Linked DNA regions of Zea mays: regions 2, 3 and 4 are each linked to region 1. The links are chromatin contacts, called in public Hi-C maps. All regions are on one chromosome and are shown on one strand. The core of a region is the stretch at or near the end of the contact, and the rest is flanking DNA. Distances in the headings are between cores, read along the strand shown.

What was found. Hi-C and Micro-C count contacts between places; a contact is called where the count stands out from the background.
Region 2: a contact with region 1 is called in a Hi-C map of leaf, with 3 times the contacts expected there. The contact joins the promoter of LOC100281442 here to the promoter of LOC103646181 in region 1. A contact is called at or near these places in 4 of 25 Hi-C or Micro-C datasets (ear, leaf and tassel).
Region 3: a Hi-C map of leaf shows a contact between it and region 1, with 10 times the contacts expected there. The contact joins the promoter of LOC100272249 here to the promoter of LOC103646181 in region 1. A contact is called at or near these places in 16 of 25 Hi-C or Micro-C datasets (bundle sheath, ear, endosperm and 5 more) and 1 of 3 datasets of contacts at active chromatin or transcription factors (leaf).
Region 4: a contact with region 1 is called in a Hi-C map of bundle sheath, with 1.9 times the contacts expected there. The contact joins the promoter of LOC100383479 here to the promoter of LOC103646181 in region 1. A contact is called at or near these places in 4 of 25 Hi-C or Micro-C datasets (bundle sheath, ear, leaf and 1 more).

What each region holds. Positions count from the first base shown.
Region 1 is chr2:27,247,887-27,255,329 of Zm-B73-REFERENCE-NAM-5.0, forward strand. It overlaps LOC103646181 (DDB1- and CUL4-associated factor homolog 1), which reads left to right and starts at 4,413. Exons shown (of 16, transcript XR_562043.4): 1 at 4,413-4,885; 2 at 6,625-6,715; 3 at 6,815-6,931; 4 at 7,049-7,224; 5 at 7,338-7,443.
Region 2 is chr2:26,800,204-26,807,646 of Zm-B73-REFERENCE-NAM-5.0, forward strand. It overlaps LOC100281442, which reads left to right and starts at 4,805. Exons shown (of 11, transcript NM_001368016.1): 1 at 4,805-4,971; 2 at 5,668-5,927; 3 at 6,196-6,229; 4 at 6,355-6,482; 5 at 6,625-6,691; 6 at 6,918-7,017. The coding sequence starts at 4,896.
Region 3 is chr2:26,874,302-26,881,744 of Zm-B73-REFERENCE-NAM-5.0, forward strand. It overlaps LOC100272249, which reads left to right and starts at 4,373. Exons shown (of 13, transcript NM_001328593.1): 1 at 4,373-4,550; 2 at 4,649-4,743; 3 at 5,465-5,668; 4 at 5,872-5,988; 5 at 6,111-6,239; 6 at 6,818-6,944. The coding sequence starts at 4,493. LOC103646175 reads left to right here and starts at 339. Exons shown (of 1, transcript XM_035965216.1): 1 at 339-2,517. The coding sequence starts at 691. The coding sequence ends at 2,517.
Region 4 is chr2:26,936,900-26,944,342 of Zm-B73-REFERENCE-NAM-5.0, forward strand. It overlaps LOC100383479, which reads right to left and starts at 3,087. Exons shown (of 3, transcript NM_001176127.1): 1 at 2,000-3,087. The coding sequence starts at 2,995.

The sequences.
Region 1 (7,443 bases), core at 3,163-5,662:
ACTACAGATGGCAGGCTCAAGCTCTGAAGCAGTGAAGCCTCAAGGAGGGTGTCTATTGCTCTGTTAACTGGGCCATTTTGAAAGATACTACGACAGAACTGGGCCTTCCAATGTTCAGCTTGTCACCAAAAAAAGGCCACCTAAAGCTCTCCTTGATACGAACCCCTAGTCATGAGCATTATTGTAGCTGCTTCTAAGATTTGTTAGCAATAGGACATTTTCAGTGTTAAACTAATTACCAAGATTTGTAGCTGCTTCTAAACACTGAGCAAGTGCAAGTCTTGAGAGAGAGGGAATCTGTAAGGTATTGAGAATCAGAATTTAAAGGTAGCAAAGATTGCTAATTTACCTAGCTAAAAATTCCCATGTCAATTCCTTAACGCGAATATCTACATCAAACAATACACTAAATCAGCTATCTTGATGATAGCTCTGTACCAAGACCCTATTAGTAATATACATGAACATGGTAAAACATGAAGAAAAACAACTTCAACTATCCATGCTTTGGTTTAATTAATATCATTTTTAAGTGCAAAATGAACATGACGATAACATGTATTAGAGACTGAAAAAACTATATCTTAAATTTGTGGCAGCCCACAAGGTGCACCAGCCTCACTAAGTACATCTGCAAACTGGCACAATACAAAAATGTGTAAATCATTCTTGTATGCTTGCATTCAACCATATTGTTTTCACAATCAAGCTTACATATTACTTTGAATAGATTTTCCATTATCCAATAAAAATATCAATCTAAACAAATCATGTAACTCACCTCAAATCGCTCCAAGTTGGAATACCCCCCTTATCGAGCTTCTTTCTTATTGTCAAAAAAATCCATTGGATGCTTTATAATGTCATGATAGTCAGGTATCTGGAATGATGACACAAAATCTGTAATTCATATTGCTTCATACCAAAGAATGTAACTGCATTGCTGTGGGTCATGTAGGATGTTTGACCTGGTCAGCCTTCACCAATAGCAATTAACCTCCACGCGAATAACCTAAACCAACTCACATATTTAATCTAGTTCTGCGAACCATGAGAAAAAAGAATAATATGGAAAACAGAAAGGAGAAGAGGGAATAGAAAACAAGAGATGAGTTGCTGAAGCACGCGCCTAAAACAGAGGAAGTAGTTCTCTGAAATGGTTCAAACAGTGGTTACATGTCTCCTAAATATGTTATGGAAGGCAAGAAGCTGTCAAAAGTCTCACTAAAAAGTTCTACACATGGGGGTCGAGGAATTTGGAAATGAAGTACTCTAGTTATGATTGCCAAACTGCAGCACATAAACTTAGTTAGACGTCTTGGTTGTTGCATTCACGAAGATGAGAAGTTACTGATATATGAATACTTACCAAACAAAAGATTGGATGCCTTCCTTTTTGGTACGTTCTGGTCTCATTTCACATATTATGAAACAATTTTAGACTAATTGTGACTCACGATACATAGTTTTTCACACTAACCTTGGAAGATCCTGCCTTGGTTACTGGGAGTAAAGAAGCAGTATGAAGATAAGAAACAGTTGTTAGTGCCGCAGGTAGTGGATTTAATACAACATCAGATGGAGACGTTCTCTTGTGGATTTCTCTCAGGACATGTACATTGTCCCTCTCTGCAAATTTGATACGGTGCTTAGATGACAACTTATGCTTTGGTTGTTCCTCTTTCGATTGGTGCTCTGACCTCATGTCCACCATCAAATGCAGAAGATTCTAATTCTTTTTTGTTACTCATCCAAAGTCTACCAATCTAGAAAAAATGATTAGTTCTAGAAGTCTCAACTATATAGGGATCAATGGGAAATAAAAGGATAGCATAGAAGTATGTCAGTAGCTGCGAGCGTCTCTGACGCGAGAGCGAGAGACAATCTCGACAAGTACCTAGAGACCTGATGTCACTTTGCAAAAAAACATCCATCAAGTTCGTGTGGCTGTATTTTAAATGGACGTACATGCATGTATGTAAATACAAGGATAAGCCTATTTTAAATATCAAGGTCAGAAAATAAGTCACATTACATTCCGAAATCAATATATTATGGAAAAAGATGACGAGTGAACTACCTCCAAAGATCTCTTGATGTAGTAAAAAGCAAATCGCTCTTTCAAAGCTGCTCGATCATCCTGACCAGCATCACTGCTAGATGATCGGAAATGATACCATCATAGAGTGTGAAGCACTTGTAACTTTCTCATGTGGATGTTGTAGATATTTTTTTTCATGCTAAGGGTCACACCATTTTTCAGTACTAAAAGTCTTGATAAACAAATTAAGAGCAACAAATAAGAAGACAAAACAATAGAATGGAATGCAAAAAAGGGATACCTGAACATGATTGAGGCCACTTTATCCTGAATCAAGTGAACTGGAATGAGGCTAGCACAAGTTGGCATGACCCGCAGGTAAAACAACATATCCTTGGTGTCACTTGTTTAGCGATCTGATACTTAAAATAGCACTGCTTGGGGCCAAGTAAGCATTATCATTCTTGGCATCTGGGACAAGATCCTCCTCGCCATCTGAATCTTCAATGCTATCAAATGCACTTACAGTGGGGATAGAGGATTTGGGTGTAGTAGGTCTAACAATATGTCTAATGGTTTTGGTCGAACCTCGAGAAATGATTGGCCTACATGAATGAAAGATAAAAAAGAGACATATTAGCAAGATATCTGCTGCCATCTTATAGCCATGCTAAGCGCTAACCATGTTTTCATGAAAGATATTCCATGTTCTAAATCTTGTTTTACGGTTTCCTGTCAGGAGAGGGAGGGGGCACAAAACATGGCATAAATACCATAATGAAATGCCTACTTCAGAACTGTGTCAATTTTTTTGTTGCTGAAAAATTCCTATGTAGCCACTGGCCAAGGCTTACATACATGATCAGGATAAACTAACTCCACCTAACTCAAAACAAGGAGGGGTGCTCAGTAAACATTGAACAAATCAAATTATGGCGCACATTTTTTGTAAGCACTTGATGCTCGATTTACGCATAACGCATCGATCACATTACCATGACTATGGGGATGGTGCGTAGCTAGGAACCAAAACGTGAGAAATCGAAACGAAAGAAAGCAGCAAAAGGAGCGGAGGTGCACTACCCTCTCGACTGCTGTGGAGCAGCGTCAGGTCTGGCAGGATGGACATTGGACAGGGTGCGACAATCTTGGTCAGCGCTGGATGGTTGTATTCTCCGTTCTCCAGTTCGTCACCGTCAGGGAGGAGGCAGTTACGGCGGTGTTGTTGGTCATGGGCGAAGCGGAGGAGGTACCGGCGTGCTCCCCTTTGGTTTCCCCCTGGCTGGCCGCTCCTCCACTTCCGATGATCGAGCGTCGCGGCGCCCAGATCTGGCCTGTTGGGCGAGGCAAGAGGACGGAGGTGAAGTGGTCGAGGAAGAAGGCGCTCCTGGCGACGAGGATGCACGAGTTCATAGATGTCGAACCCCCGCCGAATCACTGCATTTCTTGGCTTCCCCTACCACGTGCCAGCGCTAGTTCGCCCTCGGGCTCACACGCCGATGGGAGACCGCCGCACTGGGAGCTGGCACTACGCCTCCACCCGGAATCTCTCTGCCGGTGCTCCTTCATCCTCCCCATCCCGTCGATGTGGAGGCAAGGTGCGCGATGTTGTCGGGGAGCCGGCCGGAGAAGGCGTTGTAGGAGAGGTCGTGGCAGTGGGCAGGGGAAGGCGAGGCGCTATGTCGTTGGGGAGCGGGCGGGGGAAGGTGAGGCGCGCAAAGTCGTCGGGGGATTCGCGGCGCCGGTTGGCGGATTAGATGGCGGAGGCGGCTGGTGGCGGTCGTGCGGCCGGTTCGGGGGGGGGGGGGGGGGGGGGGGGGTTCGCCGCTGGTGGGAGGGGAATCGCGGCGGGGGTGGTCGTGCGCGTGATTGCTACGGGCGGGAGGGGAATCGCGGTGGGGGGCGGTCGTGCGTGGGATTCGCGGCGTGCGTGCTGGTGAGGCGGGGGCAGTCTACACTGTCCCCTTAATAGTTAGTAGAGATATAAACCTGTTTCTATATGTTTATCAATAGAATTCACGAATTTAAATAGATAAACACGTATGAAAAAGGGATTAAATCTGCACGCGGATCGTTCGCGCCTAAGGGAACCATCCGGCCACAGAACAGCCTCTTAGGTGTCGTATGGTGCTGAAAAAAAAGAAAATGGAAACACGTTAGTGCGCGGTTGGCCCAATTCAATTCTGATTTCGATTTCAAATTGTAGTCAAATGTAATTAGCAGTAGCAACGAAAGCATGGCGGAGTGAGGTTTAGAATTTTGTCATATGTAGGCAATAGTCTTGTAGGGAAGGAAAGAAAGAAAGAAACAAACAAAGAGAAAAGTAGAAAACCCCCCTTTAAGTTGAAGTCATTTGTTGGGCCGAGTTCTTGTAGGCCGAGCCGAATCCTACTCCACTGGTACTCTGTGGAGCCCATGTCGAGCGAAGAAGGTTGTCGAGAGCAGGTTGCTTGCGCCTTGCGGGCTGCGCGCCGCCTTTGCCCTCCCGGCCTTCCCTTCCATCGCGACTTGGGTTGCGGACTCTCTTTCCATCTTCTTCTTCGCTTCCCCCCAAAAGCTCCTCCTCTCCATCGATTCCATTCCATTCGAATTAGCGATCGCCCACTACCCGCAACCTCCTACCTTAGGCAGCGCCAAACCCTAACCTTACTCGGGTACGCCACCAATGGCTGAGTCGGAGGACGCCACCGCCGCCGAGCCCGGGTCCGGGCCGCCCCACGAGGACGAGGATGCGCTGCTCGCCCGCGCCCACACCGTCATCTCCAGGATCATCGACCGCGAGCTCGACCCCAACCCCCGCCTCCTCCACACCCTCGCCACCATGTGCGAGCTCCACGAAGCCAGGTCAGTGCTGTGCTTATTCAGTCACTCATCCGCTCCTATCTCTCTCCACCCCCTCATTCTTCTTCCTCATGACATTTTAATTAAATCCTGTTCTATTCATGTGATCCGATTCTTCTCCCTGTGAGCTAGAGTACTAGATTGCTGTCTCCCGCTTCACCTGATATCTAGCCAGCGGCGGACCCAGAAATTGGCCAAAGGCCCGGGCCGGCCGAAGATAGTAGCATATAAAGAAAAATTGTACCGCGAAATAACGTTGTCATATATGTTAAAGATGACATACAAGATATGATGTAGCTCTTTCCAAATGTGTCATGTCAACATCAACATCAGTATTTCTTGCTCCAGAACCTTAAAGGAAATCATATTAAGAACACGACTTGAAAGGTAATGTTGAATAAATTTAATAATGTTAGTAATTGGTACATACCACTAGTACGAGGTAGATTCACCCTGCGGGTTCTCATGCATTGAAAATAATCCAATATCTTTGCATCCTCAATGCTTGTAAATATATCCCTCTCAATATAACACACCATACGATAGTTAAGCCATTCGTCTCCTGTCTTGTTACGCAACTTAGTTTTAATAATATTCATAGATGAGAAAGCTCTCTCCACAGAGGCTCAGTCTCAAACTTAATTTCTAACCATGTGATCTTGTTTATTTGGTCGCAACTTTTTGATCTTTTATTTCGTGATTATGGTATTAGATGGCTGTATGGAATATCTTGTTTCGTACTCCCTCCGATCTTTTTTATTTGAAGTTTGCTAGTGTAAAATTAAACTATCATGCGTCAAATAAAAGAAAATGGAGGTAGTAGTTTCTAAGCCCTGTGGATTGTAATTTTTTTTGCCTCTTCGGTTTAGAATCATTTGCTAGCTTGGGAATTTTTTGCTTATCCTAACTTGATGGTTTGCTCTCTAGTCTCTCCCTCCCTCCATCTCTCTAGACTAGCAGGAGCCTAGCATGTGCTGCCCGAGGCCTTGCTACTACCCTAGTATGTAAATCTGCAGGACACATATAGGTGACCGTAGTCTGCTCTTGCTTGCATGTGTGTTATCCTGTGCTTGCGAAGCTTGTACGGTGTCGGATAGATATACATACATATAACTATGACTCGGCGAAGAAAGACCGGCAGAGGCGGCAGATACAGACTTGCAGCTCTTTAGCACAGTCCAGCCAGATTCGAACACAAGCTCTTCTAAAAAATTTTTGGACCTGCGCCCCGGGCCGTGGCCTAGGCGGCCGTAGGCCTGGGTTCGCCCCTGTATCTAGCCTATACTAGGGCGTTCTATCTATCCTATGCCTGCCTCCGGGCCAGGTTGCACCACGTCTAGTGTGTGTGCCTTTCTGTGGCATCCACGGCAGCAACTCGCTCATCTCTGCATATTACGTCTAGTGTGCGTGTTCCAGGCGTGGAGCTATACATCCCTATCCCTATTTCAAACAGCTAGGAAGGACTCCTGCTGTCTGGCCAACTTAACAGCATTGAGTCATTGACTGGATTGAAAGAGAACCTTATACTAAGCCAAAACGCTGACAGAAAGGTATCTGCTGTCCTGCAGTCTTGCTTCTGAGGCTTCATGCAAATAATTAGTTCAATTTTACCACGTGGACGCAGAGCTGTAGACTTATTTCATACAGTTATGTGCAGCTAACCCAGCGTTTAATAACACGAACACAAGGAGTTGCAGAATTGCTTCTTCGATTGCCTCCTAACCATTTGTTCCCCTCTGCAGATATCTTGAGTTACGTTCAGCTGACACAATGTTCAATAGCACGAACACAAGGACTGCATTTACAATTGGGAAGCTGGCCAATTTGCTCCGGGTGCGTAGCCTACTCTGGAGTTCTGTATGCATCATCAGTGTAATTTATTTTCGCCATTTATTGTATCACTAAGCACTGTTACTTCAAACTTATCATCAGGACAATGACGAGTTTTACGAGTTGGTGTTTTGTAAATTCTTGTCTGACACCTCCTACTCTGTTGCTGTACGAGCTGCCACTGCTAGGTTGCTCTTGAGCTGTCACCCTGCCTGGACGGTTAGCTTCTCCTCCACATTTGTGTCGTGTACTCTGTCTCTTCTGTTATCTGCTCTCAATCTCTTTCCCTGTTTCGAACTGAGCTAAACCTTTTTACACTACCTTCCTTTCCCTCAGCCTCCGTATCCTCATGTCTTTGAAGACTCTATCATAGATAATATTAAGAAGTGGGTAACGGAGGATCCTGAAGCGTCTAATGAATGCAAATGGAAGTATCTAGGAAACAATAAACCCACAGATGCTGAGATGCTGAGAACATATGGGATTGGTTTGCTTGCTATGGCGTTGTGCAGGTACTGCTAATGCCTCATTGATTTATTATCATCTGGTACCGAATATTATCCTTTTACTACTGAATTTATTATTATGTTATTCTAATTCTTGTGTGCTTCAATTTTCACCTCAGCAGTGGGCAATTGATAGAGGATGTCTTGACTTTGGGGGTATCAGCGAAGCTCATGCGCTATTTGCGCATAAGAGTCCTTGGGGATGCCTCATCTTCTCAGAGAGAT
Region 2 (7,443 bases), core at 3,555-6,054, 450 kb before region 1:
GTCTTCGCTGATGGTGACAGTCTGCTTGGGTGTCGCCTTGTCGAGGGGGACAGTCTTGGTCCCGTCGTTGCTTTGCAGCTGTGCTTTGTCATGTTCTTTGGCGGTTGGGCTGACAGATTCGGGGACCTCGCGCTAGGCCGTGAGGCAGTGTACGTTTCTTTGCCCGGGAACAAAGTCTCTTTCTATGTTACGTGCAGCCTGCTGGTTGCCGTAGACTGTGATGGCGCCTTGCAGACCTGGGATCTTCATGCACAGATAAAGTCCGTGAATGGCTACCTCGAACTTGTTGATGGAGCCCCGGCCCATTATGGCGTTGTACGGGTACACCATGTCGACGATGTCGAATGTGACTTGCTCACTTCGGGCATTGGGTGCTACACCGAAGGAGAGAGGTAACTCTATTTTGCCGACAGGAAAGGTGCCCTTGCCGCCGAAGCCGTACAGCGGGTTGTCCGAAGGCTTGAGCAGGCTGTGGCTTATGCCCATGCGATCGAAGGCATGGAGGAAAATGATATCTGCCTGGCTGCCATTGTTGACTAAGACTTTGTGCAGATCCCATCCTGCCACGCTGCAGTTGATAACCATGGTGTCGAAGGCCAATGGCACATGGGACCACTTTGTCTGCACGACTGGACCGGTGACGGCGACGTGGTTGACGCTGCGGTAATGGTCCCTCTTCTGCCGCTTTGTGTCGAAGTCGGCGCTGGACCCCCCAGTGATCATGTGAATGATTCTGCGATACGGTTGATCGGCGAAGTCTTCTTGCTTTGGGGCTTGGGGGTGGTTGTGGTGGTGGACGTTTTGCTGTTGCTGGTGTGGGGGTGGGGGTGGGGGAGGTACGATTTGTACCTCCTGGTGATGTTGGTATGCATGGTGCGGTGGGTGCGGAGCGGGGCCGTGGTTGTTGGCTGAGGGGGGTGCTGGTATGTGTGCGCGACAACTCTAGGGTTGTCGGCTGGTTGCGCTCGTGCCATCCTGTCTCTGGTTGCCTTCGTTTCTGGGCAGTCCCTTGTAGGGTGGGCGCAGTCTTCGCTGTGGAACAGGCAGTAAAATCTGCGCGGCTGCTGCACGCGTCCCCGGCCCCGACCGCGAGTTCCATTTCCGCGGCCCTGGCGGGGATACTCCTGGCGGCGAGGGGCCTCGCCAGCGGGGTTCTGGTTGGCGATGTTGTGCACCTGCTGCTGGTTGCGGCCGTCCCGACCGGAGTCTGCGTGCGAGGGCCTCGTCCACGTGCGGCTGGACTGTGGAGTGTCTTTGGGTTTCCTCTGAGACTCGACTTTGCACTGGTGGAGCTCTTCAGATCTGGCGTATTTTTCAAATAGCTGATACAGCTCCTGGAGGTTCTTGGGTGGATCCCTGATGCAGTGGCTGTAAAGGACGCCGGCCCGAAGGCCGCTGATGGCGTAGTGGATAGCGATCTGGTCATCAACCGAAGGCAGTTGTGACTTAGGGGTCAGAAACTTGCGGTAGTACTCCCGCAGATTCTCTTTTTCCATCTGCTTGTAGAGTGAAAGCTCAGCCAAGGCGTCGGTGTCTGGGCGGTACCCTTGAAGTTGAGCAAGAATTTGTCCCGGAGACTTCTCCAGGAGTCGATGGATAGTGGGGGCAACCTGGTGTACCAGGTGAGGGCTGGGCCTTCGAGGATGATGATGAATGACTTGGCCATGGTGGTGTCGTCCCCTCTAGATGATGCAACAGCGACCTGATAACTCATGATGTACTGTGCTGGGTCAGTGCTGTCGTTGTACTTGGGATAGGTCCCTGCCCTGAAGTTGGCGGGCCATGGTGACACTTGCAGGTGTGGCGCCAGGGGACTTCGCTCGTCAAGGTAGTTGACACCTTGGAATGCCGCGGCGTGTGGGATGGCGTGGCCGTGCTGAGGGAAGTACAGGTCTTCGACTTGTGCGCGCTGCTGTAGGGGAGGGCCGTGTTGCAGGCCGAGGTGACCTTCGCGCTGCATGAGCGCGATCTCTTGTTCGAGCTCCTGGGCCTTCTGCTCTTCATCGTGTATCATCTGGCGCACCTTAGCTTGTGCAGACACATGTTGGCGCTTGGCCTCGAGGATTTCTTTTTGCTTCTGGAGGTTGCGGTTCTTGATGCGCAAGGCGCGCAGCTGTAGCTGCTCTTCCGCTTAAACGCCGATGACTTCGCCGTCCTCGATGACGTCCGCGCCCTCCGGTGGAGCGAAGCTTGGGGGAAGTTGCGGTTGTCCTCCAGAGCTGTAGGTGCGGAGACTGCCTTCGGGAGTGGGTTGTTCGTTGCGCTACCTCTTGCTGAGTGCGTCGTCTTCGGTGCCTCTTGGTGGGTGGTGTCGACGAGGGCCTTGCACTTTTTCTCGGCCAGCAGTGCTGTCTTCGCAGCCTCGTCAGCCTTCGAGCTAGCTCTCTTGGGTGTCATCGCGGGTGGTTTTTCCGTAGCACGAACGATGGGCGCCAAATGTTGGAACTTGCTCTCCCGAGCAAGTTGATCTAACGGGGGAGTGAGAGCAACGTAAACAAGGTTTCAATTCGAGATGACAATAGCTCTGTTAATCTAGCCTCTTAAGGGCACTGTGCGGGGGTATTTATAGGTATCTGAGTGCCTAGCATCCTGAGTTAAGGATGCATGTGCCCTCAGGCGCCTAGGTTATCCCAGGAATATTCCCATAAAGCAGGGTTACAGACTATAATTACAGGGAGACCTTTACAAATTAGGCCCGTAATGCACAGCGGCCACGTAGGGCCTGTTACAATGGGCCGGATCACACGTGGGCCTCCATGTTGGACGAGGCCGCGGGATGGGACGACCTCATAACAGGCCTTCGTCCGGCGACGTGTGGGACGAAGGGTAAGTCTACTAGTCGTGTTGTCTTCGTTGGTGCAGCGAGGCTGGCGAATACATCGAGCGAAGGGTGGCGTCTTCGCCTTCGCCCCAACAGCCGACGCTTCATGTTGACACCGGGATGACCGAGGCCTGGGCCTGGTTGAGCCAGAGTGCGCCATGCCGAGCAGACGGTCGACATCGTCACACCACTGCTTCATGGCCCCCGGCGAGGCCGTGGAGCTAGGAGGGTGGTGCAGCAATTCCCTGGCTACAGACAGCGCCCCAGGCGCAGCCCTAGACGCCTTGGACGCTTGCGCAGGAATGTGCTGCCGCACAAAGTGCACAACAGCAGCACCAGGCGTAGGGCGGTTGGTGGCCCGCGGTATGGAAGATGAAGCCTCTTCCTCCACCGGGAAGTCCTCGGACATAAAATCATAGTGCTCGACGATGTGGACCATGGCGTCGAGCAGAAAAACAAGCAAAAACCTAAAGCCTAGCCGCCCCCTACCTGGCGCGCCAAATGTCGGAGAGGAAATTCTCCGGCCGGGTGGCGGAACGCACCCGCCCTAAATCCTAAGATAAGGAGGGGGCCTAAGCGTTTTGCCTGTCTGCTATACGATGGATGAACACAAGAACACACAAGGGTTTAGAGTGGTTCAGGCCACCAAAGCGTAATACCCTACTCCACTTTGTGTAGTATTGAGTATGTAAGCTTGAGAGCTTGTATGAACTTGTGAGTCCGAGAGTCTAAGTTGAGTCTGCCTTGTACCGTCGTGTGCCCTCCCTTTTATAGCTCGAGGGGGCACGTACAAGGATACTGAGCCCCGACATGTAGGCCCAGGGGCAAAATGGAAGGAAATAACTAACGTCTGTAATGCCTGGGCGATCTCCGAGCGCCATAATGTCCGTAGTGCATACAGTATTGATATGCCGCGGCTGCTTCCTCGGTAACGCGCGAGTCATGATGAGTGCGGCAGCATGGGCGTATTGCCTGCCAACGGAATGGACATGCATGTCGCCTGCAGGATGGCCTGGTCGCCGCCCGTCAGCGGAGTGGACAGGGCTCATTAAATGCTGAGGCAGCACATCGCCTGCCAGTGGGATGAACAGGGCTCATTAAATGCCGAGGCGGCACGTCACCTGCCAGTGGAATGGACAGGTGACACGCCTTATCCGCAATAAATGCAGAGGCCGCGCGGCCTAGAGGCCTTACGTCAGGCTCCGCCCGCCGTCTTACGTCACGGGCAGTAGGCCACGTGGCAGCATCGAGTCTCCGCCTGAGCGGGGACCAGAGGCGTACACGGTATGGTCCAGACACGTGTCGGCTCCGGACCCCCGCCTGGCCTTGATTAAGGCCTGAGTATTCTTTGTCTCAGAATCCCGGGACCCTGCTATGAGCGGCCCGGACCCTACACAGAGGGGTCCGAAAACCGTCCTAGGGGTCCGGCTCGCGCCCGTGGAGGTCCTGGACCTTACCCAGGGGTCCGACACTTTCCCATGGGGGCCTGGACCCACCGTTGATGCCTTGAGTAATATTGTCTTCTCTGGCCACGTGGCGGCCCCGGAGCCGTCTACATGGTGGGGTCGGTTGCTATTTACCACGCTACTAGAGATAGTCGCGTGGGTATCGTGTCTTCATACTGTAGTAAGGGTACCCCTGTTTCAGGGTACCGACACATAGCAATATAGTACTCCCTCTATTTTATTTATTTGTCGCGTTTTAGTTTAAAAATAAAATACCGGATAATAAATGTTTGAGAACATAGTTAGTATTATAAAAACCTTAAAACCAAGGGGTGTTTAGTTTCTATGAAATATTTTTAGTCTATATATTTTATCTCATTTTAATCGCTAAATTACTAAATATAAAAACTAAAAATCTATTTAGTTTTCTTATTTACCAATTTAAGAAATAAAATAAAATATATGATTAGTCATTATAAACTAAACACCTCGTAAATAAAATCAGGCGGTGGAGTATGCCACCAACTTCAACTGGAAACTCGTAAGAGGAAAAAAAAACACACCCGCCCCGCCGTCCACCTCTCCGCCTCCTCCGGTGCCGGCGCTGGAGCGGCCGACCCACGCAATCTATGGGCAACATGACCCGCTCAAACTCGCCCGTCTCCCGCCGCATCGTCCTCTCCTTCCTCGACTTCCTTAACTCCGGTCGGTACTCGCTCTCTTCCATCTTTTTCTACTACACACCCACGAACCCCCGATCCGATCCCTCCCCCGCTTCTCGTGGCTAGTCGCTCCCGTTCCCCGCTTCTAGATGATCCATTCAACCCACCCACACATGGTCTCCGCTTCTGCCGTGGCCGTGGGGGGCCTTGGAGGGGATCCAATCCCGTGTGCTACCAACCCCAACCCCAAACCCAAACCCATGAAATTAGAGCATCGCTCGCAACTTTTTAGGAACTCGATGTGGTGTGCATCCTATTTAGGAATGTGTACTGAAACCATGGCTCTACGCCTGTCACGGGCAAAACCCACCTTCTAGAATCTAGATTAGGGTTACAACTTATAAGTGCTTCAAGTGTGTGTCGGGGACCTTTTTGGAAGGAGCGTGTCTTTGCAAGGAGGTAAGATGCTGTCGTGGTCACATTAGATGCTTCATCCCTGCAGGTGAATCAAAAACCCAATGAAATGTTATAATTAATTACTGCGGAAAGCACCACATTTTCGCGGCTGTCATACTGTGACTTGCGAGAAGCTGACTGAGAACCAATATCTAAATAAGTCTGATCGGTTTTCATGACGGAATTAGAACAACTGGATCACATGATTTGCTATGGGTTTTGCTCATTTGATTTTTCTTGCCGTTCAATTTTCTGACATTAAACATCCATGTCTTTGATGCAGTCGAATTAGCTCCTGGTGTTGATCCTGAAGCTCTGGAAGTTGCTAAGGATTGTCTGGAGTCCATTTTTAGTGTTAACTCAACAGCCACTGGTGACGCAATACAACCAGGACTGTTGTTTGAGCTATTTGCTTCTCTCGAAGCAAATGAAAGAGACCAGGCAAGAGCTGCTTTGCTGTCACAATCTGTTTCAAACAAGCCATCTCAAACTGCGGGTACATCAAATGTCGAAGAAGACTCAAACAAATGCACAACATCAAATGTATGCTCTCTCTCACACACACACGCACGCACGCACGCACGCACGCACGCACGCATCCTTTTTCCTGTGGCTCCAAAGAAATACATGCCTATTCATATTTCACATTTATTGGCAATGTCGTTGCACAATTAGTTTGATGTACGTGTTACTCAGAGATCTAATATAACATATGCTGAATTGCTTATCCATACAGTTTTGTTACTTTTCCCTAATATCATTCTTTAGATATACTATCATCTCATATCATCTTTCTGCTTCTTCTGATCAGAGCGACAGCCAGGTGGAGGATACATTTGAACTAGGTATGACTGACATAAATTGTATTGAGATATAGTTGCCTCTTGTTTACATTGATTTCACTTTTGAGGTGATTAAAATCAACTATGTTCTCGTGAACCTTTTTTTAATATTTGGTCAGATCATTCAGGAGATGAACTATTTGCAAAATTTTATGCTGCACTTGATGAAATCAATTTCTTTAAGACATCACCTGCTGGAGCTGAAGATCCTGGTCTACTTTCAAAAGCAACACAATACTTTGATGATGCATTACTGGTAAAATGATCTCTCTCCCTTTTTCTGTTTTTTCTCTTAGGGAACTATTAGATGGTCTGCATCTATTTCTCTATTTTCTTGGGCTGGTTGTTCTTGACATATTTGCACAATTAATAATTGTGGATCTTTTTTTCCTGTTTAGGCGATGCAGAAGTTGGGAAAGAAAAGGGCAAGCTTAGTAGACATTGCAGAGTCCTTTAAATCAAGAGGTATGTGGTCTAGTCATTTCATGTATTGTATTTGAGTAACGATTTGCATTCCCTTTGTGATTCATTAGCTTGTGCACAGATGTGCAAATTCTAACTTGGCAATCTTTGCTATTTTTAATGTGTAAAGGTTAATGTCAATAATGTTATAGTTCAAGCCTTCTTTATGCATAGATGAATGTCAATGTGGTTGTTCTTGTTGGCTGACTGCTTATCATTTATTTATCAGGGAATGAATTCATGAGATCAAACCAACACCTTAAAGCGGTAGAGCTGTACACCTGTGCCATTGCATTGAACCAACAAAATGCCATTTACTATTGCAACAGGTATGGGTCAATTGGAGAAACTTCTGATGGCTGTGAACTCGCAGGTCACAAATTACCATAATAGTTTTCCTCCTCATGACAACATGTTAAATTGATAGAACATAAAAGATACATTTGACCCCCCCCCCCCCCCCCCTCAGTTTCATGTGTAATGTAGGATGGGATCTTGAGATTTATGGGCTAATGGCAGTTTAATCCTTAACTGCCTGCGATAAAATATGAGCTGCCAAATATTAGTATGATCATAGAGGCACAAGGGATGTACAATATATAGGCGACGATCGTCTAAGGTTTATAGAGAGCACCCAATCAATGGAGTTCCTTGCCTAATCTATGATCAACTACCATAAACACCAAGGCACATATAGCATGCATGATCAGCACATATGGGCATATGACAGGTTGGATCATCACATATGACACATA
Region 3 (7,443 bases), core at 3,123-5,622, 370 kb before region 1:
AGATGCTAACATGAAAGTATAACGATAATTAATGTTTATGCATGCCAATATAACTTATCATTATATGTTGACTCCGTAGACGCACGGGCATACACCTAGTATATATACGCGATGATCGTGAACTACGTTTAAAATTAAACTTTAGCAGTTTATCACACCTTGAAGAGCTAAATTACTGTTGGGTGTTAAAATTTAAACACTTTATTTTTAGCAATTCTGTTTGATCTTCATGTGCTATAATTTAGTCAGAATTATAGTCCTAAACTTTAGATCCAAACAGACCCGAATTCATGTTTCTCTTTATTTATGATGATATAGGTGTGTGCCTGCCCTAGTGCTCTGTGACCCTGTCCCCGCACCGCCAGTCCGCCATCGGCCACCGCAACAGTGCAGAAACAGAGCTAACCCTGATCCTCCCCTCGCAGCCTGCCTGCCACCATCAGCGGCGCTACACCTCGCCGCTGCCGCCGCTGGGGATAAACAAACGGAACGAACGCAGGTTCACCTCGGATCTGCGGCTCGCCGGACTCCGAACGAACGTCACGTCACTGAACGGACGCCACAGATTTGGCCTGCTCCGCCCCACGGGACGCCTAGCCGGATTTGACAGCTCCACGCGCGCGCGCGCGCGCACCCAACCCGCGTCTTCTCCGGCCTGCCAGTGCCGCGGCCGGGGCTCCATCCCCATCCATGCATTCGCCGAGGTCGCGCATTCGCGTCCGCGACCCACACCCAAACCCGCACCGGCCCTCGGGTGGCGGACGAGGAGGAGGAGGAGGATGCCTCCGCCGCCGGTCACCGCCTGCTCCGCCCTCCCCGCGTTACCGGCGACGCCCGCAGAGGCACACCCCGCCGCCGCGGCGCGGCAGCGATCCTCACCCCGACATCTCCGCCATCGCCCGCCACCGCATCCTGCTCGAGGCCGGCCGCTTCGCCGCGCATTACCTGGTCGCCCAGGGCGTCCTCCCCGACCACGTGCTCAGGGACAGGGAAGACCCGCCCGCCAGCCGCGGGAGGAATCTAGACGGCGGCGGCGATCCTAGATCGAGCTGGAACGATGGGGACTGGGCCCGCGCCTGGGAGGATGACGACAGGCAGGCACGGAAGTCGACGAGATGGGACAGGAGAAGCCAGAGCTTTGACGACAGGGGTAAAAAGTACCACGACGCCGGCCGTGATGTAGACCGGGGTGCCCGCCGGACTCGAGATTACGATGAGCCCAGGAGACCTCCGATGTCGAGATCCTACTCGCATAACGACCGCCGCCCTTCCGGCTCCGCTGATGGCGGCAGAGTGGATCCAAGGAGCAGGAGCAGGAGTAGAAGCAGGGCCAGGATCCGCAGAGATTTGGATCACACCAAGGTGACAGACTCTGGCATTATTCCTGCTGATGCTGCTGATGATGGAGACTGTGATGTGCACTACGGTCATGTTGATGAAATGCCAAGGCAGCAGCGGAGGGTGCCTAGTTCAGTGGTGGTTGCAGACAGTGCCGATCAGGCAATGGCTACCGAAGACGGGGAGGCGGAGTTCGATATCCATGGACTGAATCGCACTCGAGACGTTTCTGAAGACGAGGACGGTGAGTTTGCAGCTGCTCGCTTGAATGGTGAAGATGATGTTCATCCGTTGAAATCTGTTAAGGAACCGGCCTTGCATAGGGGGTCCCAGCTCAGCAATGCCGTAGAGGACAGGGAAGCTGCCAATGCACCCACCATGGTCATGGATGCTTGTACGAGGGAAACATCAGGTGAGGACAATGCCTACTCTGAAGCAACAAATGAAATGGTGGCTCCACATCCACATAGTGAAGGTAAACCAGAGCTGCCAGCTTCGTGCAGACCTTTTGACCTCAACGTCGTCGAAACTCCAGATGCCTGTGAAATGGCTGGTGATCCTCAAGCAGACCATGTTTCTGATTTAGTTGGCTGGATACACCAGCAAACTAACTGCCATGCTTCAGAATTTCAAGGTCAAGATGAGCGTCACATGCTGAAGAATGGGCACGACTTGATTAGGTATGATCTGAACAGCGAGGCTGTTGAAGACGCACAGGATATTCACCTGCTGGAGGATGAGAAATTACCTGTAGGTCTTGGCATTGATGCGCATGATACGACTAGAATCCAATGTTGGCGCGGTTCGCATTTACGTCTGAATCAAAATGCTGGTGAGCTGGAACATGAAAACGACTGTGTGATTGGTGAGCAGCTGCTGCTAAGTGATGGCATGGATGGACATCTTGTCCGCGATTACCAAATGGCGTCAGAACCCAAGATGGGTGTCTATGATTTGCACAGCTACAATCTGGAAAGCGAGAAAATGCTCCTAGATGATGGTGCAGAGAAACACGCACATGATAATTGCCATCTACACGACGGGCAAGTGCTTTTCAATCAGTCTGCGAATCTACAGGCTCACAATAGGGCCAATGAGCGAACAATTCCTGTGATCAATCTCGAAGATGATGATTATGAAGAGCAGTCTGATATCAGGGAGTTTCTCGAATCCAAGTAAGCCTTTTTAGATAATCCTTCCTTTTGTTGTGCTCTCAAGGGAAAGATAGAAAATCCTTCACATGCATCTGGACATGTTCACTGTATGTTTTGCAACAGCTAACCTCAAGTTCTTCTCACGATCCTCGGATTTTGTTTGACCGAGAACACGACCTTTTATTTGCCTTATATGGGATCGATGCCTTTACAGTCTTTGTTCATATGTTTTTGTGTGGACTGTCATCCATATCACAACTCCTGTCGCTGCATGGCCACAGGATGAAAATTACTGGCTAGGTCTAATAAACTGGTGTGATTTTTTGGTACTACCTCCCGTTCCTGAATATTTGTTGCATGCTAGTTCATTTTTGAACTAAAATGTGACAAATAAAAAAGAACGGAGGGAATAACATAGAAGCATGCATGTGCTATGGGAGAGCGTACAATATCGGACGATCGTTTTTTCACATGCTAGTCTTAGGCTTTCTCCAGCAGCCTCCCTATCACACTCCATATACTGCTCCCTATTTCAAACTCTACTCTCTAAATAATGTCGTCTACGGTACAAAACAATGTTTTGCATGCCCGTTTGCACGGACTACTGGAGATGGCCTAAAAATGTTTGTGCTATGTCTCTGATAAACTGAACTCATGCACACAATGTTTGTGCTATGTCTCTGATAAACTGAACTCATGCACACAATCGAACGGTCTTCTCCTATTCACCTGCTCTTCTGCTCATGTTCTGTTGATTTCAATATATCGACATGAATGAATGAATGAAACCAAAAAATGCATGGTTGACTGCTTCACTAGATGTATGTGTTCTGCTTACTCAAACGGATATTTCGTCATGTCAAGCAGGCTGTGTTCTTGTGTATTTGTGCTGTCGGGTGACAGCTGCAAACAATAGGAATAAACTGCCGGTTTCCTTCACTCGCCTGGTTTGTGTTGAGAAACTGAGTGAAGTTGACAGCTATGCTTTGCTTTCGCTGACTGCTGGCGTACTAGAAATAATAGTAGATTGATTTTGTTTTGTGATTATGTCTCGCTGACTTATGAACCTTTTGTTTGTTGTGTGTGTTTGTTGGTCAGAAGTTATCAATGCCTGGGACATGCCCTTCTCTGAGCTTGGGAAGTGGGCAAGTGGCCATGTTGTTTGCCAAGACGGCTGCGAGATTCTGCGTCAGTCAGTGCAATATGTCGTCATCCTGGAGCATTGGAAACAAGATTTGCAATGTTTTAAAGGTGGATGCATCATGCTCCATCCATACATAATAATTGATTGAAGAAAGGAAGTCGTTCAGGTGCTGTACTAGGAGAGGATACCTGACTCACCGACCTGGCCTCAGCACTCAGCAGTCAGCAGCAGCTTGTAGGCGTCTTCAAAACTTCAGCTTCACCTTCTTGTAGTTGTGTTCCTTTCCTTTCCAGTTTCCATGCTGGTGCGTACGTGTGCGTGCAAGCAATATTCAGTGTGATGCATGGCCACAATATTCAACTTCACCTTCTTGTAGTTGTGATTTGCTGTCGAGGTGATGCATGGCCACAATATTCAGTGTGTCTATGTATGTATCTCAGGCCCGGAGCAGTGAGCTGCGTCTGCGCATGAACGCAAAGTAAAGCTGTGACTGTGACTGTGACTGTCAGGAACAGGAAGTACTACTACACTACTGGTGGCCTGTGTGCGCTGTCCCCTGTGGAGGGAAACCAACAAGGCCAAACACACACGCACGTTGGGCCGAGAAAAAAGAAATAGAAATACGGGCCCATCTCATCTATGTTCTAGTTAATGGAAAATCCGGCCTGTGTCACTGATGGTAGATCAGGCCCAATGAACACGATCACAGCCACACCAACGCACCACGCTCGGCTGCGAGCTTGCGACCCCACCGACACACACAGCAGGGAAGCGAGGGGAAGGAGAGGCAAGGCGGCGCGGCCAGCGGCCCAGGATATCTGCGCGTGCGATCCCGAGGAGGCGTCGGCGAGGTGGGATGATATCGCAGTTCTTCGTTCTGTCGCAGCGCGGCGACCACATCGTCTTCCGCGACTGTAAGATCTAGATCTTAGATCCCGTCCCCCGCCGCCCGATCTGGGCCGAATTGAGCTGATTTGATTGGATAAACTCTGTGGCGGCCTTTTGTGGGCAGATCGCGGCGAGGTGCCCAAGGGAAGCGCGGAGATCTTCTTCCGGAAGGTCAAGTTCTGGAACGACGACGAGGCAGAGGAGGCGCCCCCGGTCTTCGTACGTATCTGTTACTTACTCCCGCTCTCTTGTTCAGACTGCAAGCTTTGGGCAACATCGGTAGACAACTTAGCAGCAGTAACTGTGATTCTCGCCTCGTGTTAGCTGAATGCTGTACTTCCAAGCTTGTGGTTTAATCGGGACTAGCACTTTGATTGTGTGGAATGTGTGCATTTATAGTTTAGTGAGTGGTGTCGGATTGTTGGTTTTGCAGCATTACCTTAGAAAATCGGTTGGACATACAGCACAATGTGAGTTGTGCGTTATTGTCAAATTTCCTTTCGTATCATGTGCTTATGTTGCCATCCGTTATCTGTTACCATCAATCTGTATGGACCATTTGGTTAAAACATTTAACGGTACATTTTTGTGTGCCATCCACGTACTGTCTTGGACAGACGCTTTAAGATGAACCGGAGTAAAACTGGGTGTCATACCTTATGTGGTTTACTCTACCTACTCTACATACGTTCAGGATTAACAGGAACTATGCTCATTAACAAAAAGCAATTTTCTATTCAATGAAAAATGGTTTTTACCGTGATGTGTAATTGTCTCTATCAGCTGCGTCTACGGAGCCTTTTGTGGATCATTTTTGGCAAATTTAATACTTGACTTTAAACAGTATGAAAAGACAGTGGTTCCACCTGTGATCTGTTTATTTATGCCTCGCTTTACTGTTTGATGGGACAATCGGTATTCTTACATTTTACTATGACAGAATGTCGATGGGGTTAACTATATTCATGTCAAAGTCGCTGGACTATTTTTTGTGGTAACCACAATGGTTAATGTCTCCCCATCCCTTCTCTTGGAGCTTCTTCAAAGGATTGCACGTGTTACAAAAGATTATCTCGGCGTTCTTAATGAAGATTCATTGCGGAAGAACTTTATTTTGGTGTATGAATTGCTTGATGAAGTCATTGTAAGTACTCTACGCCATTCTGAACTTGTATCCTTTGTGACCTGGTTTTTAGTCACTAGCAAAGCCTAATTTGTAATATCTAACAAACAAGTTGTGGGCTTCCACAGTGATTTGTATGATTCATCTGTTTATGGGAATGCTTGCTACCATCTTCTGTTAGCATTTTGTATGTTTTTTTCAAACAAGTTGAGTTGTGCAATCAGGACTTTGGATACCCACAGACAACCTCTACTGAAGTTCTCAAGTCGTACATATTCAATGAACCCATTATGGTTGATGCTGGAAGGCTGCCACCGCTTGGTCCTGCTGCTATGTTCATGGTAAGACTTGTGCACATTACTGCAGGTAACATAACATTAGGTTTTTTTTGACTGAGGAACATGCATTCCTGGTGCTATTTTGACAATTGCATAGTTTCATTTGACACCCTTGTCTTCTGCAGCAAGGCACGAAGCGTATGCCTGGTACAGCTGTTACAAAATCTGTTGTTGCTACTGAGCCTGGGGGGAAGAAGAGGGAGGAAATTTTTGTTGATATCATTGAGAGAATTAGTGTAACATTCAGCTCGAGTGTAAGTACCGGTCTATGTCACGTCTTGTCGTTCTCCTCAGTCGTCAACATCTCAAGATATTTTCCCCTTTTCTTTTGTTGAAATCATTTATATATGTTCTGAATTAGCGGTTCTAAATGTTTTAGATAGTGAGGATGCCCACTGGAATTTTTGTTTTCATATATCATCATCTAGTTTTGGTTTGTTGTTGCCTTTACTGCAAGAGCCTACCCTTATTGCCATTTGTTCCTTATATCACTACTGTTAAAGTAACTTCTGTGTTCACTTTTTTTAACTGGAATAAATAAAGATGACAGTCACTCGTGCATTTTAACTTTGATACTTCAAAACCATGGATTAAGGGGCCATTGAGACGAGTTACGACCATTTATTTCTCAATCTTACATATCATGATATGATCGTCTTCCGCTTAATGGTGCATCAAATCTACTGAATTAATTCAAGTTACTAACACCCATTTCATTTTGTTACCTCATTTATTGCTTGTGTAAGTGTGTATAATGCTCTCTCAGTACCATTTTTCATGGAGCACTAATGGACTGGTCGTTTTGACTTTATTTTTCATTATCATTAAACAGGGCTATATACTTACATCTGAGATTGATGGAACAATTCAAATGAAAAGTTACCTCACTGGCAATCCGGAAATCCGTCTTGCTCTCAATGAGGATTTGAGCATCGGAAGAACTGGATCTTCTTCATACGGTATGATATTAGCTTTTTCTTTGACATTGAGCTTAGACAAACTATAATCTGAATGATATATGGATATGACACAATGAATATATTTCTCCTTGTACATCTTTCAGGCTGCTCTGTTTCTGTAACAATTGAGACTAGTCTATGATAAGTTTATAGTGTTTCACTTATTCTGGAACTCACAATGTCATGAGTTATTCAGTGCATACATTTATAGTCACTATACTTATTTGCGTTCCGGAGTGTTTTTGCACTAAGGGCAGGCAGTGTGCAGTGGTGAGAACCATTTCACTGAGTCACCAGGTCGCGGGTTCAAAGCAGTCTCTTCGCATTTGCGGGGGAAAGACTTGCCTTGGTTTGTCCCTTTCCCAGGTCACACTCATGTGAGAGCCTCGAGATAATTGCCATTATGGAAGAAGAGAGAAGGGGATTCGACGAAATGGAGGCGTTGGCGTTGGCTTCTATATTTTGGAGACGCAGACGACAGACAAACTCTAAAATGGAT
Region 4 (7,443 bases), core at 1,837-4,336, 310 kb before region 1:
TAATAAGGCTGTCATATAAGATGGCAAGGTGAACCCACGCGACAAAAGATATACCAAATCAGTTATAGCTCCCCTATGCCAAGTCACTATCAAGGTTTTCAAGTCGACCGACCACGATTAGTCGGCCTTATCGCTAGAGGGAGCTCGATTAGGGTCTCCGACTCGACTAGAGCGACTAGGAAGCGATTTGTCGTCCTAGTCGCCGACTAATCGCGATTAGTCGTTCGACTAGGTATAGTGGTCGACTAGTTTTGCCTGTTTTGGGCACTAATCCGATCTCTGTTACATGGACCGACCCACCATCTGTACAGCACAAACATTGTTTTGCTGCTTTTGCCCTACTTGTACCAATACGGTACACGCATTACGCAGCGCACAGTCGCGCTCGCGCGTGCACACTTCTCCAGCGCCGCCGCACCTTCTCTATCGTCGTCGCCCTCCTCTCCTGCTGCCATGCTGTGCTCCCGCGGCCCTATGCTCGAGTGTCAATTGCGCCCCCTCCATCATGCTGTGGTTGTAGGCTGTAGAGGCCCCCCTCCAGCGCTATTTTGCAAAATATAAATAACATATATGTATGTATGCAAAATATCTCTACTCTTCAAAAATTCCTCCACGATCTTATCAGACCCATTATTTTCTGCCTTCCGCAGCTATCCTCCAGATCTACTAGGCCACTACGGCAATGTCCCTAGGACATCTCTTGATCTCGCATACCCAGTCAAGAAATCTTGGTCCACCACCGAATCAGTGTGCTGCTGAAATCAGTGTACTGTTGTATTACAGTCCTGCTACAACTTTATATATTGATATATACATATAGTCTTGTTATAGGTGGACGAGTATAGGATGATTAGGAGTCGACTAGACTTGATTAATCGAGAAAATCAACGACTAATCGCGATTAGTCATCTTATCGGTGCTCAGACAACTAGAGTCGACTAGCCGACTTTAAAATCTTGGTCAGTATTTTACTTATTTAGCCCTGAAATTTTCAAGAAACAGATGGAAGCAGAAACATAGGAACAAGTTAAGGGCGATTGGGGTTGGGAATCCGCTTGATGATTAGAGGAAGAACATAATTCTTTGGTGACTTACCTAGCAGGAATAGAACCGAGTTTTTTTAAATATTTACAGGTAGGGGTGGTAATGGATCACCATCCAAATACCTATTTATAAAAGTTAGAGTCCTTAAATAATTTTAGTTTAAAAATAAATAGAAATATGGTTCGGTTCTAATATGATTTGATTCTTAAAGTTTGTAATGTAAAATTTAGAGTTCATTACCACCCTATTTGAAGGACCGAGTATACTAGCAAGTACAGTAGTACGAGTACATGCAGTGCACGTGTCAAAAACTGGCATGGTTTCTTGTGCGAAAACAAATCAAATTAAACAGGGCATGGAGGCCGGGTGCATGCATTCAGAATTCAGAAGCGTGGTACGAAGGCGAAGTGGCACAGGCTGACAGGCATCACGAATCACGACAAGATTTGGATGAATATACAAATACTGTTACTACTTGCTAGTGGTAGCAGGAAGATATGGACAGGCTGAATGAGGAAGCAGACAGAGAGAGGCAGCCCCACTGCTACTGGCTGCAGAAGTGCAGAGTGGAAACAGAAACGGACATGTGAAGGTATCCAGTCCGACAGAAGAACCACCGGCAGCCCCACAACGCAATCGCAATATAAAAATACGACTCGACGACAACACTGATCGAAAACAACAAAAATATCTGTTTAGCACGACACGAGTGACTGGCTTGGCTTCAAAGCTAGTACGGGTCAAGATTGTTCTAGTGATAGCTTTGTAGTACTACTACTACTAAGTAATTAAATAAAGTCCTGGTTTGTTGTACTAATAAGCGATTAAGCAAGGGGAAGGTATCTCATCATGACCAATGAGCATGCATGGCAGTACGCGGTCAGTGCTTCCGGGTGAACACACACTGGCCATCAGGGCAATTGGAATTATGGAAGGAAGACAAGAAAATTCAGACCTCGAGCGCTCGCCAGATGTTTTGGTGGAGCGACTTGACGTGGCCGTCGGCCCACACGGTGCGCCGCGTGTCCTCGGCCTCCATGACCTGCATACGCACCTGCGCGCCTGGCTCCCAGCGGGTGGCGAGCACGCCCTCCACCTCGTCGCGCGGGACGATGAACTCCCCGGCGGCCTGTCTCGGGAAGTAGGTGACCGCGAAGGACCTGCCCTCCGCGGCGAGGCGTGCGGCCTCAATGACGTCCTGGGGCGGTACCCGCGCGCGCGCGTTGCGGGGCGGGGGCTGGTCCGGGTCGACCCCGGCTCCGGACCCGACCCTGGGGAAGACGAGCGGGTACCTGGGCGTGCGGCGCAGGCCGACGATGAGGTCGCCGTTGTGGCGGCGCATGAAGACGACGATGTCCCCCGCGACGAGCAGCTTGGCGTTGACGAACCTGCTCCAGCCGGTGGTAAGCAGGTGGCGGCGTGGCGTGCCGCGGTAGATGTGGCGGAACTGCCACGGGTTGCCCCTGGTGTCGCGCATGAAAAGCTTCTGCACGGGCGGGTTGGCGTCGAAGTCGAGCGTGGGGAAGATGTGGTCGGCGCAGTAGCGCGGGACGGAGAATCCGCCGCCGTTGTTGGCGTCGCTCTGCGTGAGCTCCTTGGTGAAGTAACTGAGCTCCTGCGGCGGGCAGTCGCTGGTGGGGTCGGTACGACAAGCGGCGGCGGGCCCGCGGTGGGGGCCTGGGCTGAGGGAGATTTTGGCGAACACCTCGTTGGTCTCGTCGTCCGCGCCAAGGCTGACGCCGGCGACGGTGCAAGGGAAGAGGTGCGGCGCCGGGAGCGGCGCCGGGAGATGCGCGGGGCACTGCTCGGCGTGGCCGTGCGGGAAGTAGTAGACCTCGGCACCGACGGCGGGGAGGCGGGAGAGCGGGACGGCGCAGGCGAGCCAAACGTCGCGGTCGACGATGCTGTCGCCGTTGGCGGCGGGAAGGTGAAGCGGTGGCTGTGGCCCCATTGTCCTGTACAACGTACTACTAGGGTTTGGCGACGCGGACGGAGCGGAGGGAGGGAGGGAGGAGATGCTGCGCGGGATGGAGGATTCGTCGGTGAGAAGGAAGGAAGTGCAACAGATTAAAGATGGATATCCAGATGATCGAACGATGCCTACCTTTTATTAGTGTATTTTTTCGTTCAATTTTCATTAATTAATACAATATAGTGGTTTACCATACCTGTGCGTGCAACGACACATTGAATTTAGTCAACTTTAATATTCTCTTCTAATTTTGTTTTTATTTTTCTCTTACTTATCAGGAGCGAAAAAAACTTTTTCTCACCTAGCTATCCAGTCCACTCGATGCTCAAGTCTGCCATACAACTACACGGACATAGCCACATAGGTGTGGTAAAGAATCACGATCAAATACTTCTTTATAAAATATTAGGACTTAAAATAAATTTTAGTTTAAAAATAAATAAAATAGAGACCGATTTTAATTTAATCGGGTCCTTAAATCTTATAGTGTAAAATTTAGAGACGATTAATGACTAGATTTTGTCCATGTATGCCTTGTTCGGTTATTCTAATTATATGTGGATTGGAGTGTATTTAAATATATTGGGATGGATTTGACTTGCTATAGATTTAAACCGACTCAATACTACTAAATCCACATGGGTTTACGGTGAAACGAATAAACCCGTAGTGTCAAAACCCAAGCCACATTAAACTAAACAAAACAATAATCCTTGTGTGACCACTTCAATCACGTCACCAGCCAAACATGATTCTGATTTTCTGTAAGAAAACATAGCATGATGCAAGGGAATTAAAATAATCGGAGTAACAGTATAATCAATGTTTGTACCGACTGACATGTGGATAAACGGATCCAAACACTTAGGACTGATTTGGTGGACAAGGAAATAGAGGTGTAGCAAGGGATTCCTCCCTCATGGATTCCCTCCATTTTCATGTCCACCAAACTAGCCCTTAGGAAATGAAAGGGCTCCGGTGCACAACGAGACAGTAGGTAGGGAACTGTAGTGTCTTGTTATGTGTGTCTCATTCGTGTACAGTGCGGGAGTATTTATAGATAACCGAGCGAGTAAAGTACCCACGGTTATCTTCTACATTCCTGGAGTATTCCCCTCAACGGAGTCATTACAGTGCAGTAAATTACAATAACTAAGACATACTCTGGAATCTACCCCACGATGGGGCTTACAAGTGGAATCAGACGGGGACGGGGTGGAACCTGGGTCCCATCGTAATCTGTCGTGGACTTCACTTGCGAGTTGCACCCTTGAGTTCATTGAGTCGAATCCTTGACTTTGTCGGGGCTTGGACTTTGTTGTCGAGGGAAGGGTTGAGCGAGGGAAGGTGTCGGGGACCGTAATTAGGGGTACCCCCAATGCTCCTAAACACGGCTGAAAAACATCTTCAGAACAAACCATACACGGCTCATAAAGCGCGGTTCAAGTCAAGGCCACGTCTACCAAGGGACGCGACCTCATCCGAGCCCAGCCTCGGGCAAGGACAGTAGTCCCGGACGGATTCACGCCTCGCCCGAGGGTCCCCTCAGTCAGCAGACGCACCCTCGGCTCACCCGAAGCCCAGCTCGGGCAGACTTTGTCGTGCAATGACCTCGGCCGGATCGCCCTACCAACCGACCGTATCGCATGCACATTTAATGCGGGGATCGCCTGACACCTTATCCTGACATGCGTGCCTCAGTCGGCAAGGTCGAAGTGACCGCTGTCACTTCACCCCTTTACTAACCGTTCTGACAGGAAAACAGCACTGTTCGCCCCGCTCCGGCTACTGTGCCAACCACCAGGGTAAAACTGAGTCACGATCTCCCACGAGTTCGGCCTCGGGCGCAACAGGGAGCTCCGCCTCGCCCGACCTCAGGCCTCAGCCTCAGCCTCGGCCTCGGGAGAAGGTCTCCGCCTCGCCCGACCCTAGGCCTCGACCTCGGCCTCGGCCTCGGGAGGAGTCACATCCTCGTCCGACCTCGGCCTCGGCCTCAGGAGAAGTCTCCGCCTTGCCCGACCTCAGCCTCGGACCGACTACGCTACAGGGGATACATCATTACCCTACTCCTAGCTAGCTGACTCAGGCTATGAAGGAACAAGACCGGTGTCCCATCTAAGGTTACTCCGGTAACAGGTAATGATGGTTCCCCGCGTGTGCCCATGACGTCGGATTGCTCTCAACCTCCTACGGAAGCAAGGGAACGTCAGCAGCATCCATGTCGCACCGCCAGCTATGCTTCTACAGGGCTCAAGGCACTTCCCCAACAGCCACGTTAGCACACGTACAGGGCTCAAGGCGCTTCTCCGCTAGCCACGTTAGCACATAGCTACACCCCATTGTACAGTTGGGCATCTCCTTGTATCTATAAAAGGGGATGTCCAGAGCCTTCCTAAGGCACGTTGAGATGGGGACACAGAGGGAGGCGGGGCAGACGAGATAGGCAGAGACGGAAGCACGCAAGGACTCTCTCTCTCTCTCTCTCTCGCTCTCGCCCTCGCTCTCCCGCGACGCTTGTAACCCCTACTACGAGCACCCCGGTGCAAGATAATATAAGCCTCATTCCCCCGCTTGTGTTCCATCTTGCATCAACCCATCTGGGCAGGGGCACGTAGCAACAAATTCACTGGTCGGTTGACGGACCTCGCGGTTCCGAAACGCCGACAGTTGGCGCGCCAGGTAGGGGCTCGCTACGTGTTAACGAATACTTTCCCGTTGAGCTCCAGATGGGTAGCCTTCAGCAGCCTCTTCAGCCCGGGACGTTGCTCCGCTTCGGGAGTCTCGAGTTCATGTCCCGCGACGACGGCTACGACATGGTACTCCTCCCCTCGCAGCGCGACAGCAACGACGGTCGTCGGCTCGCTCGGCGGCGGCGAACTCGACGACGACTTCCCCCCGTGGCGAAAGAGGAACACCTAGGTTTGCCCCGCCACCCTCCTCGCCGGAGGAGGAGGAGACGGGGCAATCGTGGCCAGGCAGGAGGCGGCACCTCGTCGGCTGTCGGACCAGAGCGAGTCGACGACGCTGGCACCCCTACGGGGGACATGTCGGGTGTTATTCTCGCACCTGAGACAACGATGGGTGTCGCTTCCCCGCAACGTGCCAACCCCAAGCGGACTGATGACGCCAGCACCCTCGCGAAGGACTTGCTGGACGTTAGCCTCGTACCTGAGATAACGGTGCATTCCGTCCCTGACGCGACTGCACACCGTCCATCGATCAAGAGGTACCGTCCGTTTTCCACCCTGTCCCTTTTAGATTCAGCTTCGATCCGCCAAGCGACCCCGCTTCGGTGAGCGCTTTCGCAAGGGCGTATCCTGACCTTCCAGGGTACCATATGTGGTCAACCTGGAACCGACTGATGGCCGTCTCAACCTCCGAACTCGTGGGTTTCGAGGAAGAGGATGGTCCCGACTTCGGTTGGGATTTCTCCGGACTCTATGATCTCAGTGTCGTGCGAGACTTCATGTCCGCATGTGACTACTGCCTCTCCGGGGTGCTCTGACGATGACCACAACCTCGACGACGAGGGTCATGGCCCAAGACTCGAGTGTTTCCACATCGATCAGGGGGATCACAATGAAGACAACCACCTCGGTATACCGGAAGATGACAACGCCCATGTGTCTGCGTCTCGCGTTGAGATCCCGCGGAAGCTAGCTGTGGTCCCAGTCCCTGCGGGGGGTCAGGACACACAGCTTGAGCAACTCCGCGAGGTGCAGGTCAAGCTCGATGAAGAAGCAGTGTGGCTCGTGCAGCTCCGGCAAAACATCGAGCAGGAATGGGCAGGTCGGGCACTCGCCGGAGGAGCGCGTCATCGGGCCCGGGACGTCCAGCACCACATCGTCGACAATGCCAGGGCGGGGCTACCCCCGGCTTTCAGCGGGGCCGGTCAGAACCTGGTTGCAGCGGCGATGCTACTCCGAACAATGCCAGAGCCATCCACCACCGAGGGGCGACGCATTCAGGGCGAGCTCAAGGGCCTCCTGGAAGACGCCGCTGTCCGACAAGCCAAGAGCTCTACCTCCCAAAGGCGAGGGTGCCCCTCGGAGCATCACGCAACGTCCTCCCGACGCATGCGGGAGGCCTCGGTCCGCACCGAGCGCACACGGGACGGGACGCTTGCAGCCCCAGACCGCCTCGGCAATGAGCAGCACCGCCGCGACCGTCGAGCCCGCCTCGAGGAAACGGTGCACCAAGGCTACCACCCCAGGCGCGGAGGACGCTACGACAGTGAGGAGGGTCAGAGCCCCTCACCCGAACCGCTAGGTCCGCGAGTCTTCAGTCGGGCCATACGATGGGCACTGTTCCTGGCCCGGTTCCGAGCCCCAACTACACGTACCTCAAGCTCAAGATGCCAGGCCCCAATGGAACCATCACCGTCGGCTCCACGTATCGCCACTCTTACGAGTGCGACATGGAATGCG